Linked DNA regions of Rattus norvegicus: region 1 is linked to region 2. Evidence: chromatin contacts called from public Hi-C data. All regions are on one chromosome and are shown on one strand. Each heading gives the region's core, a stretch centred on a gene start, on an enhancer-like site or on the middle of the called end of the contact. The rest is flanking DNA. Distances are from core to core; before and after follow the strand shown. Region 1 holds the start of Zkscan3 (zinc finger with KRAB and SCAN domains 3). Region 2 holds the start of H2ac4 (H2A clustered histone 4).

Region 1 (4,703 bases), core at 1,446-3,945, 420 kb after region 2:
ATTCAACAGAGAAACAGGTTTGAAATGTGATAGATAGATAGATAGATAGATAGATAGATAGATAGATAGATGGGAAAGAATTTTTCAGCTATAAAGAACAAAGTTATATCATTTAGGAAAATGAATATTATTGGTGATAATCACATTAAGCAAATGAATTCACATTCAGAAAGACAGATATTGCATGCTTTCATGTAGTTCCTAATATAGGTACATAAAATCACTTGTGCTTATGACACAAAAATAGAAACCTAAAGTGGTGGGTCTCAACCTGTGGGTTATGACCTTTTTGGGAGTCAAATGATTTCTTCACTGGACTCACATATCAGATATACTGCATATCAGATATTTATATTATGATTCATAACATCAAAGTTACAGCTATGAAGTAGCAATGAGAATAATTTTGTGACTGGAGTCACCACAACATGGTGTCTCTTTGTGTGTGTGAGCCACTGTGCTTAATTGTGTTTGCTTGCATGATCATGAGTGCTTTGCGAGGATGGATCTCACTCTGTAACCCAGGACTCCATGCTTGTCTGGAACTTGGAGCCGTAACTTGAAGTGATTCTTTCTCCTCAGCGTCCCACAAGCTGGGGTTATAGGAATGAGCTAACTTCTCTGCCTCTCAACTATCTCTCCTTAATAAATAAAGCCTTATGGTTCTGTTGAGGCCTCTTTTATATTTTCTTGCTACTGTAGTGATTATCGTTTTTAGGTGATGTTCGTTATTTGTGCTTGTTATGAAATCAATGTTCGTTATTTGTGCTTGTTATCAATATCAATTTTGAAAATTTAGTAGCTTTGCTAAATTTGTTAAGTATAAGTTGAAGATTAAATTATCTTGGATTTTCTATAAAAGTCATTCAGAATGGTCCTATTTATTTATACTTAATATTTTAATTAGAAAGTGTCATTAGGAAAGGTCATCCAGAGAGTGCCCCACCTGGGGATCCATCCCATATACTGACACCAAACCCAGACAATATTGCTGATCCAAGAAGTGCATGCTGACGAGAGCCTGATATAGCTGTCTCCTGAGGCTTGGTTAGATCCTTACAAACACAGAGACTAATGCTAGCAGCCAACCATTGAACTGAGAACGGAGTCCCCAGTGGAGGAGTTAGAGAACGGACTGAAGGAGCTGAAGGGGTTTGCAACCCCATAAGATCAACAATATCAACCAACCAGACCCCCACCCCAGTGCTCCTAGGGACTAAATTACCATCCCAAGAGTACATAGGGATGGACCTATGGCTGTAGCCATACATGTAGCAGAGTATGGCCTTGATGGGCATCAGTGGGAGGAGAAGCCCTTGGTCCTGTCAAGGCTTGATGCCCCAGTGTAGGGGAATGTCAGGGTGGGGAGGTGGGAGGGAGTGGGTGGGTGGATAGGGGAGAAAAAATGAGGAAGAAAGTAGAGCACTGCTAGTTCATAGCCATTTACATTTGGAATTTGAAATATATAATTTCACTATTTTTGGACAAAAATAAATGGTTAGGCATAAAAAATGAAAAAAAAAGTGCAATTAGTAAATTTTAAAAAACATTTCCCTCACTTTTATTTCTTTTTCATTCAGTTTCTAAACAAACATTTTTTTATTCATTTCCCTAGGACTTCTTTGTGATGATACAGCAAATATAATTTTCCTTTTTCTTGACATTATAGAGATGTCAAACTATACAAGGACTCATTCTTTTGCTATCTTCCTTTAGTTGTCCTTGAAAAAAAAAATCACGTTTTGAAAGTCTCTTGGTGCTAGCGTCATCTTTCCTGGATAATGTAGCTACCACCACTGATCCGAGATGCCTCTCTTTACAACAAACAGAGACCATCACTAAAAACCCATCTGGATCGACAGCTCATGGAGGTCCCAGCCTCAAAAGATACATCTACATCATGTCTCCTGCATCTATGGCTCAGAGGACACGGAAGAAGAAGAGGCAAAAACAGATTGTAAGAACCAGAATCCAAGGAAGCCAACTGTGAACCAGTGCCTCCGAGAAGTGACTGCATAACAAGACTGAAATAATGCAATATCAATAGGCAATGTCAATATCATTAATTTGAAAGGGGATAAAATTTCACAGGGGGCCACACCAAACCAAAGAACTACTGGCAACTTCTGACTGCTGGGAAATAGAGAATTAGTCTCTTCCTGGGGTGAGCCCTCTTATTAGTTGTCCAATGCAGCTTTGAAACCTTGAAATCATATACACACAAACAACAATAAAAACAACTTAGCCAGTAGAATATATACGAATATATACATACATATATATGTGTGTGTGTGTATATATATATTGCTCGTGCACACCCACACACCTGAATATAGCAATAATAAAGAAAAAAGACTATCAGCTTGAGAGTGAGGGTAGGGGAAAAGACTGGAGGGAGGAAAAGGAGGAGGGAAAGTGATATAATTCTACTTCAGTTAAAAATTTTTCTTTTTAAAACTCTTTTTACGAAGCAACCACGAAGAGGAGGGGACAGATTGGAGGAAATAAAAGGAGGAGAGAAAGTGATGTGAGTCTACTTTTAAAAGTCTTTTTACGAAGCAACCACGAAATGGGGGTGGAGGATAGAGAGAAAGGGGGGGGGAAGGCGAATCATAGAGTGTCGCTGGTGCCTAGAGAAGCCGGAAGTGCTCTGTGCCCCGCCCCCCGGGGTCGGACTTTCGACACTTTTGTGACTGCGGGGTGCTACGAGGTGCTGCGTTCGCGGGTGGGTTCGGGTTCCCTCCTGTTACGGTCCTCCCGCGGGGGCCGGCTGCTTGCGGGTGGTGGGGATGGGACAAAACCTCTTCCTCCGCGGCCTAATGGCTCCGGGAAAATAAAATCGGTGGCTACTTGGGCCGAGCGCCGGACAGGGCCTCGGGCGCCTCGCCTCAGGCCGGTTCCGGGTGTCTGGTCAGTCTCAGGGCGTTTGGCGATGGGATTCTCGGGTCTTGTACTTAAGCTTTGAAAATGGGAGACGTCACAGTTTTGCTTTTCCTGGAGACAAGGTCAGTTCCAAGGTCTTTATTCTGGGGTACTGGAAGAGAGCCAGAACTTTGAAATCGGGTTGCCTGGTCGAATGTGGCCTCTGCTACTTGGTGACTTCTCCCAGTCCCTTAACCTTTCGGTGTTCTGCTATTTTAGGGGATAATAATATCGTCTAACTTACTGGATTGTTGTGAGGAGTAAATGGCTTCATTTGTGCAGAGGTGCTTAAAATAGTACCAGGCACGGGGTAATCTGCACAGTGTTTTAAGATAGCTGTTATTATTACTGTTGCTATTTCTAACTAGGACAGCACTTTCTCTGCGTTGATTAGCCTTGGTACTGTCTGTTGTCTTTTGAATCTTAAAGCTATTTACCAGTTCTCTTTTAATGACTGACTTCTGTATTTTAGGAGGGGAAATAAAACATTCTGGAAAAGATCCTATCCCACAGCAAAGACTTTGTTTTGTGTAGTGTCTTGTGATGCTCAGACTCACAGAATTTTAAAATCTTGGGGATGCCTTTTTTATTTTATTTTTATTTTTTTAGTGGGAGGAAGAGCTTGAGAAACAGGAGGAGCATCTAACAGTGAAGAAGGATAAGGACCCTGGTGTAAGCAGACATTGCTGTTTTGCTCGGTGCTGCGAACCTGCCAGCTTTCTGACCCTCAGCAAGAATCCTCACCAGCTTGAGAATCACATGGATGGTTGATAGATATGACTGATGATAGGTAGATCAGTGGTAGATTAGAGATCAATAGATCTGAAACCGAGTTCACACTAACATCCTTTGTTCTTTTTACAGGTGTTTAAAGCTAATATTGACCATATACAGTTGACCATTGTCATTGAGTTGATGCCCTTGGGATCTTTGAAAATCCTTTCATCTTCCTTCTTTTTCTTAAGAAATTTGGGTCTTTAACCTCCTCAGGGTGTACAGGGATCCCTGGAGCATTCTTTTGTCTATTTGTAACTTAACAAAAAACAAAAACAAAAACAAAAACCTTGTCTTTGGTTTACTTATTTGGCAAATGCTTGTGTTGGTAAACAATCTTCTGATCCTGTACCTTTGTACTCTGCCCAGTTAGTGAGACTCCAGATGGGAGGGCTGATGAAACGTGAGTGCATGAAATGATTGTTAAAAATGTATCAGTGTTCATTTTTCTCCCTACAGCTTCTCCCAACAGCACCACTCCCTTTCAGCCTCAGATCTACTCTTACCTCCCTTGGCCCCAACAAAATGCTTTGGACTGTACTCAGGAAAGAAAGAAGATAGGATTTTGTCTACTATTTAAAATTACATTAGTAAAGGTTTAAATGTAAGTCAGAGAGAAACTTCATTTCACCTGTAATAGTAGGCCCACCATTCAGCCATAAACTTTTAATCGTCTTCAGTCATGACTTACCTGCCTTTCCCCTTTTCTTCCCTTTCCTCCATCTGTCCCCATCTACCTCCCTTTTCCTTTCTTTTCCTGCTTTTCTTCCCCTTTCTTCCTTTCATTCTTTTTACAGAAAACTAGAGGCCAAGACATCAAATCCTTTCATCTGTAGGCACAGCAGTGTTATAAAGTAGGAACTTTAATTTAGACATACTATCGTGAGCCAAATTGACAGTAATTCCTTAATATTGCATTCATACTTTCCTGATTGACCCACAGGTATCTTTTTATAGTTAAAACATACTATATTTAAACTACGTAGTATGTATAGAGTCGCTGTCCC
Region 2 (4,694 bases), core at 568-3,067:
TTACAAATTGGCTTTGTACCAAGGGAAGAACTCCAATTCGTGTAAAAGTAAAATAACTCTTTTGTGTACGTATAGGTGGCTCTGAAAAGAGCCTTTGGAAAAACACGAGACAACTTATGCTCTCTCCCCTCGAATGCGGCGGGCAAGCTGGATATCCTTGGGCATGATGGTCACACGCTTGGCGTGGATGGCGCACAGGTTGGTGTCCTCAAACAGACCCACAAGGTAGGCCTCACAGGCCTCCTGCAGGGCCATGACCGCCGAGCTCTGGAAACGCAGGTCAGTCTTGAAGTCCTGAGCGATTTCACGTACCAAGCGCTGGAATGGGAGCTTGCGGATCAGCAACTCGGTCGACTTTTGGTAGCGCCTGATCTCGCGCAGAGCCACGGTGCCAGGACGGTAGCGGTGGGGCTTCTTAACGCCGCCGGTGGCTGGAGCGCTCTTGCGGGCGGCCTTGGTAGCCAGTTGCTTGCGCGGGGCCTTGCCACCGGTGGACTTGCGAGCGGTCTGCTTAGTACGAGCCATAGTATGTCTTGACCTCCCAAAGGAAAGTGAAAGGAGAAAAGAAAAAGCTTCACGGCCACATTTATACAGGCGGCTGGATTCTGATTGGTCAAAATAGCTGCAGGAACAACATAATTGGCTGGTGAGTTCTTTTGTTTTCTGAGTCTGATGAGGGTTTGTGTTTAAGCAAGTGTGCAATTTCCTCATTGAAAAGGAAATCCCGCTGAATAATCGTGGAGATCAATGTATTGTTTATTAAAAGCACTTTTCCTACATTTTTTCCTGTTTTAGATTATATGGAAAGATGTGTAGTAAGATACCTACAAGATAGGTATTGACCCCTTGGGATTTGCAGAGCGAGGTGGGGAGGTCTAGTGGAAACGTTATTAGCTGTGATGGTAACCAAATGATTTAACACCCTTAGCTGATCTTGTACTTGTCAAATGGCAATAAGGACTTGTCAATCATGCACGTAAGCAGTATTAAGGTGAGAATTGTACAGTGATTAGTTGTTTTCTAGTGTGTGCTCTTCCAAGTGTAAAAGGAACACTTCTCGAGACAATTCGTTGTGTAGTCCTGTCTTGGGATTCACCCTGCAGAGTAGAGACCTCGAACTAAAGGGTGGGTCTGCTTTTGTGTACTACTGGGCCAGAGAATTCTTCCAGGAGCCCTAGGAACTACACAAAGAATATTTAGCTTATATGTATGGGGAAAAGAAACCCTTGATACAACCGAGGTAAAATTGTTTTCAAAAATTAATGACGGGGCAAAACACAAAAATTCCTACAATTCAACATTTTTGGCAGCGTCCAATTCTTTTTGGAGAAAGTGAGTGGCTCTGAAAAGAGCCTTTGGTGATAGTGCTTTGTATAAAGGGTCTCACTTTCCCTTAGCTTTGTGGTGGCTCTCGGTCTTCTTGGGCAGCAGCACCGCCTGGATGTTGGGCAGGACACCGCCCTGTGCGATGGTCACGCGGCCCAGCAGCTTGTTGAGCTCCTCGTCGTTGCGGATGGCCAGCTGCAGGTGGCGCGGGATGATACGCGTCTTCTTGTTGTCCCTCGCCGCGTTGCCCGCCAGCTCCAAGATCTCGGCCGTCAGGTACTCCAGCACGGCCGCCAGGTACACCGGGGCGCCGGCGCCCACCCGTTCCGAGTAGTTGCCCTTGCGGAGCAGACGGTGCACACGACCCACGGGGAACTGTAGGCCGGCCCGGGAGGAGCGGGTCTTGGCCTTGGCACGAGCCTTACCACCTTGTTTACCACGTCCAGTCATTGTAGAGAGCTGGAAGGTAGAATCCACTGAAGGATACTCAGTGAGAGATGACACAGCTATGCTTTGCCATTTATACTCAACGCAGGGCGTGAAAAAGTAGCAATTTCATTGGTTACATGGAACTATTCACCTAGACCAATAACACAGTTGGTTTGACAAACCCTTGCTATGATTGGGTATTTAGTGGATGACGATTGCTAGTTCGCGCTAACCAAAGCCACAAGTTTCTTTAAAATCAGCCTGTGCAGAGACAGTACAGTTGTTCGGTTCTATTTCCTTTTGGTTGGTTGTTTTTTTTCGCCATTCCTGAACCCGCGAAGTCCTCCCCCGGCCCGAAGAGAAGGGCTCCAAGAAGGCCGTGACCAAGGCGCTGAAGAAGGACGGCTAGAAGCGCAAGCGCAGCCCCAAGGAGAGCTACTCGGTGTACGTGTACAAGGTGCTTAAGCAAGTGCACCCGGACACTGGCATCTCTTCTAAGGCCATGGGCATTTATGAACTCGTTCGTGAACGACATCTTCGAGCCATCGCGGGCGAGGCGTCGCGCCTGCCTCATTACAACAAGCGCTCGACCATCACGTCCCGGGAGGTCCAGACGGCCGTGCGCCTGCTACTACTCGGGGAGCTGGCCAAGCAGGCGGTGTCCGAGGGCACCAAGGCCGTCACCAAGTAGACCAGCTACAAGTGAGCGCGGGCGCTCACAACAAACCCAAAGGCCACCCACAAATTTCCTAAGGGATAACTGCAGCACGTGTTATTTAAGGCAGTTCTTTAGCCTTGTAGGGTAACAAAGGAAGTGAGTTTGGAGGATCTGGGTCTTTGAGCAGCAGGAAGGAAAACTGCATTTTAATTCACCTGAGTTTGGAGTTGGAGGTGAATTAAAAGCGCCGGTTAGCTCCCAATATTTGTGGGGCTTCCATGCACCACCCAGGTAGTGCAACTCCACAATCCCGACAGCCCCAAAATTCATTTTTGATTCATGATGTTAATGTTCTCCGTTACCTCATCTACTTTGTCCAGTAAGTCATGTTTTGTAGATGACCGCAGTGCCCCTGCATGAAGACTTCCAGCGTGCAATTAAAACAGGACAGGTGAGGGATATCTAAGGATTAGCCTAATTTTGCAGTGTTCTGAAATGTGCCGCTCTTTTCTGCCATCTTGTGGCAACAACAGAATCACAAACCCATGGCCTTGTTTTTTTTAAATCCAGTCTAGAAATGCTTCATTATCCTGTGACCAGTGAGTTTCAATAGTGTTAGTGTTTTTTTTTTTTCCTGGTAACGTTATAAGAGTTACATTAACTTCTCAAGAGTCACCGGACCATGACTGAAGGAGCCGAGGCAAGACAGATGAGACCTGTGAACATAGAGGGAGAGTCTAGTCAGAAAACTACACAAAATCAAATTAAGACATTATAAAATAATTGAAAATATTAGAGACATGATTTATAGTTTTCGATTTCTGTCAATAATTTCTTCTTTGACATTTTCCAGTGTTTCATCATACCCAAATGTATTATTAAAACATTAGAGTGACAGGGTTGCATAGGAAACATAACATAGGCAATAGATATTTTCTTGAAGTCATGAGCAGGTAGACATGATATGGCTTCTCCTGAGGTCTCTCTCTCAGACTTGGCAGGTGTCTGCCTTCATGTTGTGCCCTACCTATTCAGCTCTGTGTCTCTCTAGTAAGGGCTTCACTCTTAGGACCTTTCTTAATGGAAGTGGACTGAAGGCAAGTTACTAGGCAAGTGGGCAGTCACTGACCTGCAGCTCCAGCCTGTGAATTAGCTCCTTGAAGATCCTGTCTCCAAATACAATCATATCGCAGAGAAGACCTGACCATGTGCTCTCCAAGTGGGGAGAACACTGAGAACACTTTAATCTGTCACCACACTTAACACCATATTTTATTTCAACCTGCTATTATTTCACATTCTCATTTTAAAAGTCTGCATTTTGTTAAAATTATAGGAAAAACGACAACCGAAGATTTTCTAAGACAGTTTATGTCAGTTGCTCACAGGGGTCCGAGGGTTATTGGACATGTGAAACCATGTCTCATTTCTACTCATTTTCTTGAAGTCCTTCTGCATTGTATTCTTTTTTAATTTTTTGATAGTGTTTTGAGATACTTAGGCACCTAGTCCTACCACTCTAGTTTCCCCAAATTTTGAAAGAAATTAGAAATGAGTAAAGGAAAGTAGACTAACAGGAGAGAACTGAAGAGCTAAAAGTTCCTGTGCACTCTCTACTTTTCCTATGGCCATGCTACAATTTTATAGAAACCATAGAGAGAAACACAGGACAAAAGATGTTGAGTTCTTGGCAAGTTAGGTTGTCATGCTCTGAAAACTTCTGGGGTCCGGATGTTAGCCTTTCCCTTCCACATCTTGAAATTCCTGGAGAACATCTTATATTTTTAGTTATGAGCCTAGTCGTTTGATGGCCGAGCCATCTCTCTAGTCCTCCTGGAGGAAATCTTAATTCTTTAGCGTCCATTATTTTAACATTCATCTTTCAATAAAGACCAAAACACATTTCAGTAGTGTCTTAGCTCTGTTGTAAGAATAATTACAGCACATACATGTTCATAAAACTGGTGGAAACTGACAGGAGCTGGGGAGTGGAAATGCTCAGCATGTTCCTGCACAACACAGTTTTACTGGCTGAGTCTTCCAGTTTTGAAGAAGATATGCATTTCAATGTGAAACAGTCTAGATCTTTTGTATTGGCACTTAACAAACATTTAGAATATGACCCAGGCCAAACAAACAAAGTTGTCTATTGTTTTCTAATCTCAAAGTTGGAAATCTGGATATGAAAAAAGATTTCTGGACCCAGGACAAACTCTTCATGATGTCTCCTGCACCACGGTCTGACTCAAAGGCCCAGACTTTCCCACATGATTTTCAACTA

What was found. A called contact is a pair of places that touch in the nucleus more often than the background predicts.
Region 1: a Hi-C map of kidney shows a contact between it and region 2, with 4 times the contacts expected there. The contact joins the promoter of Zkscan3 here to the promoter of H2ac4 in region 2. A contact is called at or near these places in 3 of 12 Hi-C or Micro-C datasets (Schwann cells, kidney and liver).

The regions. Positions count from the first base shown.
Region 1 is chr17:47,910,246-47,914,948 of GRCr8, forward strand. It overlaps Zkscan3 (zinc finger with KRAB and SCAN domains 3), which reads left to right and starts at 2,696. Exons shown (of 6, transcript NM_001012053.2): 1 at 2,696-2,725.
Region 2 is chr17:47,494,310-47,499,003 of GRCr8, forward strand. H2ac4 (H2A clustered histone 4) reads right to left here and starts at 1,818. Exons shown (of 1, transcript NM_001109423.2): 1 at 1,315-1,818. The coding sequence starts at 1,776. The coding sequence ends at 1,384. H4cl3 (histone H4C like 3) reads right to left here and starts at 579. Exons shown (of 3, transcript XM_008771773.4): 1 at 197-579. The coding sequence starts at 525. It also overlaps the pseudogene H2bc12l-ps1.